Linked DNA regions of Arachis hypogaea: region 2 is linked to region 1. A link is a contact called in public Hi-C data. All regions are on one chromosome and are shown on one strand. The core of a region is the stretch at or near the end of the contact, and the rest is flanking DNA. Distances in the headings are between cores, read along the strand shown. Region 1 overlaps LOC112796572 (pentatricopeptide repeat-containing protein At4g17616). Region 2 holds the start of LOC112796575 (nifU-like protein 3, chloroplastic).

Region 1 (5,653 bases), core at 1,152-3,651:
ATCTGATTCCCTGATACAAAGTTAAGATGCTTAGTGTTTAATCATCAGCAAAGTATCTCTCCTCTGCATCAATATTGGCTTCCCTCATCCAGTGATCATCAAGGGTCTCATCATTATCTATCTTAGTGTAATCTAGATGTTCATGATCTTCCCCTAATAAGAACTTCTGCTGCATAATGTACGTAAATTGGTTCATGCGGTCTTCCAGCTCTTCTGCAGATAGAGATGATTCCTGACTCTCTCTGGCTGGATCGGAAGCACCACCATCATCACTTATATCGGGTTGATTTAAGTGTCTCTGCCAGAGCAAAAACAAATGAAATTATTTTAAGTCCAAAAACATAGACATAGTTTTCTACAACCAAAGTTTTAGATATTAACATGCGTACAGTGATTTTGCATGTGTAAGCTACAAGAGTAGATTATGCAAGACAAAGTCAGTCAAATTTAGTAGAAAGTTCATAGACTCAATTATAAATAGTTGAGATTGCGTATAAGAATTGGATAAGATTATGTAACTAATCACTTCAAACTCATCTGTTGAATCTAATTCATCAACATACATGGTCGAAAACCAACTTGAAGAAGCTGGAGAACATGGTTGAACTAGATGGTATCCTAACATAATAACATTTAATTTGCCATTTCTTTGCCCCACACAATTTCTTGTTCTTGGTCAATTAAATCTCGGCATGCAAATATATGATGCATATGTGATTGCTGCTTGCCACAGGCATACATTAATACATATCATATCCCTCTCTTATTTAGAGAGAACAGCCAAACAAAGACTGTCCTGAACCCTTGACCATGAATAACGATGAGTGTCCCAATTCAAATACAGTTATTTAGCAGAATATCCAAATACAAGTAAAGTACACATTAAGAAACATTGTCACCAAAGTACCAGAATGCTCATGCTTCTAGATCAAATACAACACATAACTCCTTAACCAAGCTGAGCATAAAGACTATATAATAAGCTTACAAATTAAAACCTAACAATATCATAAGCAAGGTGTTGCAAGATTATCCTGATAGACACAACACCAAAAATAGAATTAAACAAAACAAACTTGCATTGAAACAGGTTAAGAAAGTTTAAAGAAAAGTACCACAGCAGACTGTGTGTTGCTTCCATCCTTTTTCCTTTCTTCATTCCGCTCCTTCTCCTCCTCCTCCTCCTCTTCTTCTTCTTCCTCTTCCTCTTCCTCTTCCTCTTCCTCTTCCTCTTCTTGAAACCCCTCATTACCGACCCAATCCCTTTCGGGCACACCCATCCTCTGCTGCTCCCCTCTAATCTTGGCAACCAGCTCAGCTTCCTCACATCGTCTCATTAAAGTCTCAGACCAGCGCTCCCCGGGCCTAGCCATGCCCCTGCTGCTCTGGTCCTGAAACTTCCCAACATATTCATGGTGCAGGTAAGGCTCCCTTTCCCTCATGGCGTCTTCGGAGAAGTAATGCCCATCATACACCAATTTATCCAAGTAAGCCCGCCTTCGGTTCTTCACAGTCACTGACCGCATCCTCAACTCCTCCGAAGTTGGGCTCATTATGCTCCTAAGCCTCTTTAGATGCCAATTAACCTCATAGTCGTCTTTCATGGAATCAAACTGTCCCAGCTCATCGCTAATAAGCTCAGAACCATATCGTTCTAGTACAAAAACAGATTATAACCTTACTAAGGATACAGTAATAAGTTAACAAGAAAACCCTAACTCCATTGTTTTCTCAAAAGCAAGCACAATCAACTTTGAATTCATTTCTATATTCACTCTCGATATATACCTAAAGTTGCAAGAAAGTGTCCAATCAAAATAAATAAATAACAAGACATTACAACACCTTTGATGCTGAACTTCGTTGATGGAGAAGAGTAAGGGTTTAGAATTAGATACCTAAGAAGAGAGGAACGTCTCTGGAGAGAAGGTCGCGGAAGATTTGCTTGCGCTGGGAAGGGAGAGTGGCGGAGGATTGGAGGGCGCGTGGGAAGTACAGGTTCTCCAAACACGATAGCCTCTCCGATATTTTCTCCATCGCTTCCGAACTCATCACCTGCTTCTCTCTCTGCTCTTCCATCTCTGTTTCTCTCTGTCTCCTTGCTCGGTGGATGAATCTTGAATGCTGATGACAAAAGAAAAACAATGTTTTATTTTTGCATTGGAACTGAATGTTTGTTGCGTCTGCCATCTTCTCATGCTCATGGGCCACCTTAACTTGGCCCGTTTTCTTGGGCCTTAATCTCTCACATACATTTTCTTTTCCTTTTTTTGGGTCTTATACACTTATCTTTATGTTATGGGCTTCCTCATGTAGTTTAGTTGGGTTGGATTGAAGATACTTCGGTCTTCATGACCCAAAAAAATGATACTTTGTTTGCTTCACATAGAGCTGCACCGGATTCAAATCCTCTTAGAGGAATATAAAACCATGCTAATAGTGTGTACCCATGCAGTGTGTGTGTATAATGCATGGATGTAATGCTTAAAATTTGGACTGTCCAATCCACTTGACCAAAAAAAAAAAAAAGCTTTGGATTCTGGTTAGCAAATAAAGACCACTGAAAATTTTTCATTGATACTCCACATGATGTAGTTACATAATTAAATCAATTTACATGCATTAAATCACTAAAGTTCTATTGCATGTGTTCATAAATCCCTTCGATATAAGCTTTACCCTCAAGGAAAATCCCCAATGGTAGTGCAATAATAGTTCAAACATCATCAACCATGAAAATGATTTCATCTACAAAGGTTGCAACTGGCAACATAATTGCATTTCTCGGCAAAGAACAGCAGCTATGATTCTATGATTAATGAGCAAAGATCAAATGATGGATCCATTTGATGATTGATAGGATTAATGAATAATACCACAAAAAGTACACCATGACAGATGGATATATTGGAAAACTCAAACTATACCCACCCATTTCCTAAACTCCTGAACATGCTCAAGCCTTTTGAGTTGTGCTTCTGTTCTTGCATCTGATGCTTTTAAACTCTTATAAAGATTTTTGTGAAGTCTTAAGAACTCAACTTTATACATCAACTTATCAGCATACATGTTTTGGTCTCTCATATGGCCAATGACTTCCATCACTCGCTCAAAGTATCCACCGCGAAGAAAGTTTATTAGTAGTAACTCGTATAAATCTCTATTTGCCGGAAAACCACAACCCTTCATGAATCTCTTAATCTCTCCCCACAAGATTGTGATCTCGCGATACATACCAAGAGATGAATATCCACGTAGCAGATAAGCAAAAGTCTGAATAGTGGGCTGAATGTTCATTTCAACCATTCTTCTATACACCTTTAGTGCATCTTCCATCATTCTAGCCATGCAAAAGAAGTGGATGGAAGAATTAAACTCGTACACCAAAGGGAAAATCTGATCTTCATCTTTCAATATTTGAACCAAGGTGACAACCAAATTCGATTTACCAAGTGAATCTGATGTTTCCACACAGTGAAAGTGTTCGTGGATAGTATCATCAGCCAATTCATTATCCAAATGAACCCTTGTCATTTGTTTTAGCAGTGCCTTTGCTACTCTTTGCATTCTGCGCCTACGATATGCTGACAAGAGTAACATATATGTATCCCAGTCCAATGGAGATCCAGCAGCCTCTGCATCATCCAAAATGTCATGAGCAGATTCAAGCCATCCAAAGTGAATGCAAGCACCAATTGCATCAGAACACAAACGAGATCCTGCTACTGAATATAGTTCCTCTTGAACGCTAAGTAAAAGCTTTGAAAGTTCACTAATCCTCCCATCTTTCTTGTAACCGGTAATGAATTTTGCCAGTGCTCTGTTGCTGAGAACAAGTTTTTGACCCCTATAAAAGATCAGGTCTTGTCTACCTTCAGGTTTAACGACAGAATCATTCTGCAGCAGCTCAAGCTCAATATGTATCTTTAGTCCAGTCCTAAGGTTACGCGATCCAATTGCAATAGAGCAAGGGTTTTTAAGATCTTTCCTATTTTCTTTATGATCATGACGATTATGTGAACTATTCATATCAAAAACAAGCTTAGCAGCAGCATCAATGTCATTAAACTTGAAGTGCAAGCTCAACAAACTATCATAGAATTGTCGATAGAGGCGAATGAAAGCAGCTGACACACTATCAATGTGATCTTTTAATTCCCTTATTTCATCTCTTAAACCATTCATCTCTAGAATCTGTGAAACTATTACAACAGTGTGTGCATCAACCACTGTCCCAGTTAGTGCCACTAATTCAATCAGCAACAAGCCCTTCAAGGGTAAATTAAACCTCACACAAGCATCAAGAACAAGGCAAAAGATTGATGCATCTGGCTTAACCACATCCGCAGATTGAGCCTTTTTATCCTTCAAGCAAATGTAAAAGTCACAAACCTGAGACAAATAATTACATGCAATATATGCTCCAATCTCTGTCTTCACAAGGTGCAAGAAGACCAAGCACAACAAATGCATAGGGGGCACACACCCCTTATCCAGCATCAATCTAAGAATCACCGCTGCAGAGGTTGACATTTGCAACCTTGCCAAAGAAAGTGCAAGTTTGGTTAACGTATCAACATGAACCAAACCAGAATTATTCTCCTCTTCAACCACCTGCAAAACCAAATCAAAAGCTTTTCTCGTCCAAGAATGATTAGATGAATAAGACAGCTGAACAATGAGCTGGTTTAGCAACCGAACCTCAGGGTACCCATACAGTGTCCTAAAATCCTGAAAGGATTCCCATCCTTCATGCATCTGATGGTTTCTCAAAGCAGTTTTGAGCTTCCCTAGTAGAATTGCTTGGGTAGAACGTTCCCATGGTAATCTTTCACAGTCACTACTACTAGAAGTGGAAATTTTTTGCAAAATGGGATTGAAATGCCCAGGAAAAAATCTCTGCAAAGTTGAAGCCTTTCTGACCAAACAGTTGTGCAATGGAATGTATCTTGTGAAAGGAAGAACCATTCCAGGATGCCTGTACCTAATGAGCTTGATGCATACACGACTGCACGACTGCAGTGCCAAGAGAGTAAGAAGTTACAAAATAAAAGAGATATTATCAATTAAATAAATAACAATTTTAGAAGCAACAACTACATAATCCATTATTCTCATTATACACAATTAGAATTAGGCAGCTAAGCCTCATACTGCCAAAAATAAAATAAAATAAAATATACAGGAAGAAAGTGAGGCTGTGATGGCTGAGGGACAAATGCCACCTGCAGAACTAACGACAACAGCGATGGTGAAGGCCTGAAGGCTCAATTGCTCAAGGCTGAGAGATGAAGGAGTGACGAGATCTTCGGTGGGGTGAGACAGAGAACAAGTGGAAGCAGAGTTGGATTAGAAAACTAATAGTATCTGGGCCCAAAAGTTCCCGCTGTTTGGGCCATCTAGTGTCACTTTTCTTTTTCTTTTTGATCATTTTTATTTTTATTTTTATTTCCTATAAATCCAGCATATAGCTCCACATGTCACTATATCCTTCTTCCTGATGCTTTTGTTTGCTAGCTATATCTATAGGAATTGGTCTCATTTGTCTGCATGTGCTTCAAATATTGGCGTTGGAAAGTCACCAAATGTGATAAAAGGTGGAAGTCCCCAAAGTCTTACCACGTGGCTGGTGACATATGGAAATTTCAAAAGT
Region 2 (5,653 bases), core at 1,087-3,586, 87 kb before region 1:
AACAATGGCTTCCACAAGTAGAAGATCTATAAGTGGTTCATATGGCAGCGACAATGTAACGGGCGAATATTTTTGTGAGTGTGGTTTAAGAGCTCCGTTACAAGTCTCAAATAGCATTGCCAACCCGGGTAGAAAGTATTATGTCTGTCCTGTAAAACGATGTGGATGGTTTAAATGGGCAGATCCAAGTATCCAACATTCTGAAGTTGGAGATGATCGCTCTTGTCAACTGAATTCCAATTTGAAGTCGATTGAACGAGATAAAAATCTGCATACTAATGTTATGTTTCTGAAATTGTTAGCGTTCCTTCGACTTGTTGTTTCTATAGTCTGTATTGTACTGGTCATAATATTGTTGTTTAAGTTGTAGTTTAACCTTTGAATTGAAACAAGCAAATGATAAATTGTGTAAATTAGTTTGAAAACATGTTTCAGTATGTGTATAAACTTATTTTTAGTCAAATTCGCATGTAACGTGCATTTTATTATTGAAGAACGTTGTTTTAGGATAGGGATTTCGTATGGGACAAATAATTCTTTCACTTGGTAAATAATTATTCTTTTTTATGATCCCAAGTTCTGAATGGGACAGATAATGACAAAGAATTATTAGAAATTTCATTAACATGATCATGACAAATCCGTGTTATTAGTTGCATGTCTTACCATTATTAAACTTGTTTGAAAAGAGAATTCTGATCTATAGGCTAGGAGCCATTGCTTAATAATTTTCAACTGCTCCATTTCTTCCTAGCAAAGTCATTATATAAAAAAACGCATAAACATTAAAATAAATCTAACACTTCAAAATGCAAAATCTGCTATATCTTCTTAGAACCAAAAACAAGAATAAAAAATTGGAATCAAAAGACATGCAACTCTATTTACTTTTCAATTTTAATTAAGTTTCAATTGGAAATCAAAACAGAAAATACAATAGAAACACAATAAAAATGATAATATCAATTTCTCTCTCTTATTTCATAAGCTGAAAGTGACTTTTTCAGGTACTTTAAGCAAATCAAAGTCTTCCAAAAGGTAAAAAAAAAAGATTTAGTAATTTAAATATGAAATGGTTCACACTTGACACAAATAACTGTGCCGTCATTATCACCTAAGCCATATCAAACATATTTATATGATATCATGTACATTCAACAATTTTACTTATCAGTTTAGAGAACAAACATTCTTCCACTCAAATAGATATGTAAAGAATTGTAGCCTAACTAACAATAGCTCTAATATATAAACCAAAATACTGATATAAAGACGCACCTATTGTGGTTTGAAGATGCACTAATCCACAAGTATTAAACTAAACAGAGACATGGAAACTCATTAAAATGGCCAAACTTAATCACTGACCCTGGTATCAAACTGACCAAACTTAGCAACTGATCCCAGATTGTTCAGTTCTAGTTCTTACGAGACAAAAAAGGAAGTAAACATCATAAACTCATGCTGTTATAAAGCTTAAATAAATGGGTTAGTCAGCTTGGCATTCATTCTCGTCAAAGAAACTTTCATAGATTAGGGCATGATAGAAAAGATGAAAAGAACAAATCCACAGATTAGGGCACGACGGAAAAGATGAAAGGAATCAATAAATTAAACCATTTTTGTATAAAACTAACCTAGGTCAAAGCAGTTAGGACGAGGAGTTGATGGTTGGCGTCAATAGCAACCGGGGAGAGGCGACAACTTCATTCTTTGATTTTCCTGTGAAGGAGAAAAAGAGGAGATGGGAAGATGGGGGTTACGAAAATGAACTTGCAAGCGGCAAATCACTTACCTAGCGGTGGCGAGGCTAGCGACGAGACAATGGTAGTTCTTGAGACGGTGCTTCAGAGATTGCAGTGGCTGTTCTATAGAAGAATGAGAAGATGGAGTCACGAGGGAAGAATGAGAAGATGGAGTCACGAGGGTTGATCAAGAAGCCGTAATTTACATTAAGGGTAATTTTGGAATTATTGAATTAGAATGGGGCAATTTAGGTACAAATTATAATTAAAATTTCTGTCCTCGTCTTGAAAATTTTTTGTTTCTAGTGTCTCTACTTTTTGGAGATACTGAAATTTTGAAGCCAAAAACAGAAATTTAAGTACTAATCTCTAACTCAACTAACATAATATTGAGTCTCTGTCTTCCCGTCTCAGTTCCAGTCTCTACAAACAAACTACCTAACTGAACCAGTTAAATTTCTGCTTCATGGGTATTTCAGTCAAACTGCCTGATACGGTCTGATTATAACAGCTATGGTCCAATGTACTTCGACAAAAATAGAAACCTCCCCATATTTTTTAGCACCCTGAATTTTTGGCAAGATGAATTTAATGCTTTTGGGCATAAAACTTGGGTTTGAATCATAGCACATGGGTGATCCAATCTTAACAACCACCCGTGTGTTTGAGTTCTGTCCACAAACTTGGCCATATTTTAAGTCCAACAAAAAGAAAAAACTTGGCCACATTTTTATTTTATTTTATTTTATTTCACTTTTCATTATCATCATGGAGCGTCATCAGAAACAAAATCAACTTGAACCAATCAATTGCTGTGTACCAGTATCAACCATCCAAAGGCCACTGCTGCTGCAAAAACATAAGAACTTAAACTAATTCCTTTAACTCCATTCAAAACAAGATGAGACAATTGTATGTTACCATAACCTTATGGTAGCTTTTACTGATTGCAATGCTTTGTGCAACTCATCATACATTATTATTATTCTCTAACCCGTGTTGTTTCCTTAAGGTACGTTGTTTCCTTCTTCTGAGAAATTAAGGAATTTTATTCATCTAATTATGCCATCTTTACAAAATTCTTAGGTGGATTATATTGCTATGTTTGTTGTGTTTATGTGACTCAAAATTTTGCACCTATTTTTATTCTTAATTTTATTTTCAGAATCGAGTTTCAAATGGCAGAGGATTTTCTTCAAATGAGAGTTGTTTTGTTAGAGGTCACCAAATGGACATCAAACAATATTTTGGACTTATATCATCCCGTTCTCCACGGAACAAAGCAGGTGCTACTACTCTCTTTTCATGTCAATGCATTCTTCTAACTAATTCATCAATTTGAACACCATTTATTGGATTAAATTTATTAATACACTAGACCCATTAGGGGTTATTAGAGGGTTAGTTACTTGATTAGCTTATAGATAAGCGATTTATCCATTTGTAAATCAATAGGGCTAGCTGTGGAACCTGTATCTATGGGTAGGATCGGCTTCAGGTATCGAGCATATCCTATCATCCAACTCGCACCCTCAATATATAATGTGAATGTACATAAAAATACATATACATATGATGAGCCAGTAAAAAATTTGAACTTAAATTCTTGTCTTTTGCACAAATACTTAGTACCACCAAACTAATAATTCAATTTGCTAATCATAGATAAAATAATAGAGGAGTGCTAGGGGATCAGCAAGTTTTGTGATTTGTAACCATCAATTAGTCCGTATTAATATCTAATGGTATGGAATTACTCACTTTTCTTTTGCTGGTTAAGTGTTGGCCAAATTTAAATAAAAGTACTGGTCCTAGACTTTTTCAAAATGATATTTGATATTATGAAATGTCTGGAAAGACTAGAGTGAAGATAATTTGTTGTGCGGATCGGTTCGGGTACAATCGGGTTGCAAGATTTAGAGTGCGGGAATGGTTCAGGTTGAGGAGTTTAAGCCTGCGAGTAGGGCTAGGACTTAGGACAGAGCTTATAATCTACCATACCCTAATCATTGTCACCCATATAAACCATAATAGATGAATGTGTGTAGCAAAAAAAAGTATATAGTTGATTGAGTTGATTCACAATTGAATGTTGTAGGAAGAGTTGTATCCCCAAGCTGTGTGCTGCCATTGACAGAAGAGAATGTGGAGAAGGTTTTGGATGAGGTTAGACCTGGCTTGATGGCTGATGGAGGGAATGTGGCTTTGCACGAGATAGATGGCCTTGTCGTCGTCCTCAAGCTTCAAGGAGCATGTGGCTCGTGTCCTAGCTCGGCCATGACATTAAAGATGGGAATTGAGACTCGCCTTCGTGATAAGATCCCAGAAATCATGGAAGTGGAGCAGATTGTGGACGCCGAGACTGGCCTCGAGTTAACAGAGCAAAATGTCGAGAGTGTATGAAACTAAAATTCTTGCATCATTTATAGAATTTGCGTACTCATTGAAAAAATCAAGTTTGAGCATAGGCTAACAAGTTCTAAAGAGTTTTTCATGATGAAAAATACTTAGTCTATGATATTATTTGTTTTTCAGGTTCTTTCTGAAATTAGGCCATACCTTGTTGGCACTGGGGGAGGAATATTAGAGCTTGTTAAGATCGATGATTACGTTGTCAAAGTTCGGCTAAGTGGACCGGCGGCCGGAGTTATGACGGTTCGCGTGGCACTAACGCAAAAGTTGAGAGACAAGATACCTTCTATTGGAGCTGTGCAGCTAATAGACTGATGTAAGAAACATACAAGTTCTTGTATACTTTGAACTTTTGTTACAAGATCAAAATGGAACTAATTCATACAAAGAGCATGTAAATTTCTGTTTTGGAAAAGAAAATTAGTGTCAAAATCATACATGAATTAATGTTAGCATTCTCAATCTACATCATAAGATTTATGCAAGTGCGACTGTGTGAGTAACATGCAGATTTAAATTCATATATGACATTTGATTTATACATAAAATGAAACACAGTTCACTTCAAGACAACCAAACTAAAGAAAGTCTTCTAGATAATTGATGTAACTTCTCAGAATAAGAATTAGAAATGATTTTATGGGGTCAAGGAAAATAATTTATAAATATAGATTCTAGTTAAAGAACCTCGCAATAATGTTGCAAAGCACACTGAAAATTTGGTAATTGGTAAAATGTATACAGCTTTTGAGGGGTTCATAATGCACGATGATACTATGTTAATATCAATGACAAGGTGTGGTTTCCAAATATCTGATCTCAATTCATTTTTTATTTTGACGAATGACATTAATTCATTTCAGTGGCATAAAAGGGTAGATTGTTTATGATTTAGAAAATAAAATAGAGATATATTCAGTTCAACAAGGAGTTTAATTTTGATTGAATGATTATGTAAAATATTTTATATATATCAAAATTAAATTCTCAACAAATATTCAATTTAGTAAAATCCATTAATCAATCCTTTTTAATCATATATATGTATTATTATAATATCACAAACTCACGCAACACTTTCAGAATTTCTATCTATTATTTGGTCTCAACCAAATTTTAAACTCCCTGTGGTCACTGGTCACTCAAAAGACAAATAAATTGTTATTGTATCAAGGCCTCGAGCACTCCAATCAATACTCTTACTCCAGCAGCTCTCTCAAACGCGCATTGTACAGTACCCAATTAATCCATCAACGACAAGGTGCTGGAGGAATCTGCAATCACAATCAAAGCCTCATCTGGGGGCTTCGCATGGGCTCCAAGAGAGGGGAATTTGGTGGCGAACATAGTGGCAAAAATGAAGAGCACTGATGCTCTTCCAAGCAATTGGAGCAGCAATTCATCAGCCAACAGGGCTTCAAGCACTCTTCTAGCGGGCAACCGACCACTACTAGTGTTCAAATTGAATTTTAATTATGGAGTTTTATTTCTTACTC

Evidence for each region. Hi-C and Micro-C count contacts between places; a contact is called where the count stands out from the background.
Region 2: a contact with region 1 is called in a Hi-C map of an unstated tissue, with 5 times the contacts expected there. The contact joins the promoter of LOC112796575 here to the enhancer-like site in region 1. A contact is called at or near these places in 6 of 8 Hi-C or Micro-C datasets (leaf and an unstated tissue).

Annotation. Positions count from the first base shown.
Region 1 is chr4:28,168,474-28,174,126 of arahy.Tifrunner.gnm2.J5K5, reverse strand. LOC112796572 (pentatricopeptide repeat-containing protein At4g17616) reads right to left here. Exons shown (of 6, transcript XM_025839087.3): 3 at 2,932-5,016; 4 at 1,899-2,124; 5 at 1,116-1,654; 6 at 1-298. The coding sequence starts at 4,968. The coding sequence ends at 38. Among protein-coding and RNA genes, the nearest start is that of LOC112796572, 7.1 kb to the right of the region's middle. Within about 2 kb of position 2,401, at least 3 of the 3 cell types and tissues checked have open chromatin away from gene starts, as enhancers often do.
Region 2 is chr4:28,255,498-28,261,150 of arahy.Tifrunner.gnm2.J5K5, reverse strand. LOC112796575 (nifU-like protein 3, chloroplastic) reads left to right here and starts at 2,336. Exons shown (of 4, transcript XM_025839101.3): 1 at 2,336-2,757; 2 at 2,911-3,031; 3 at 3,844-4,142; 4 at 4,281-4,642. The coding sequence starts at 2,698. The coding sequence ends at 4,472.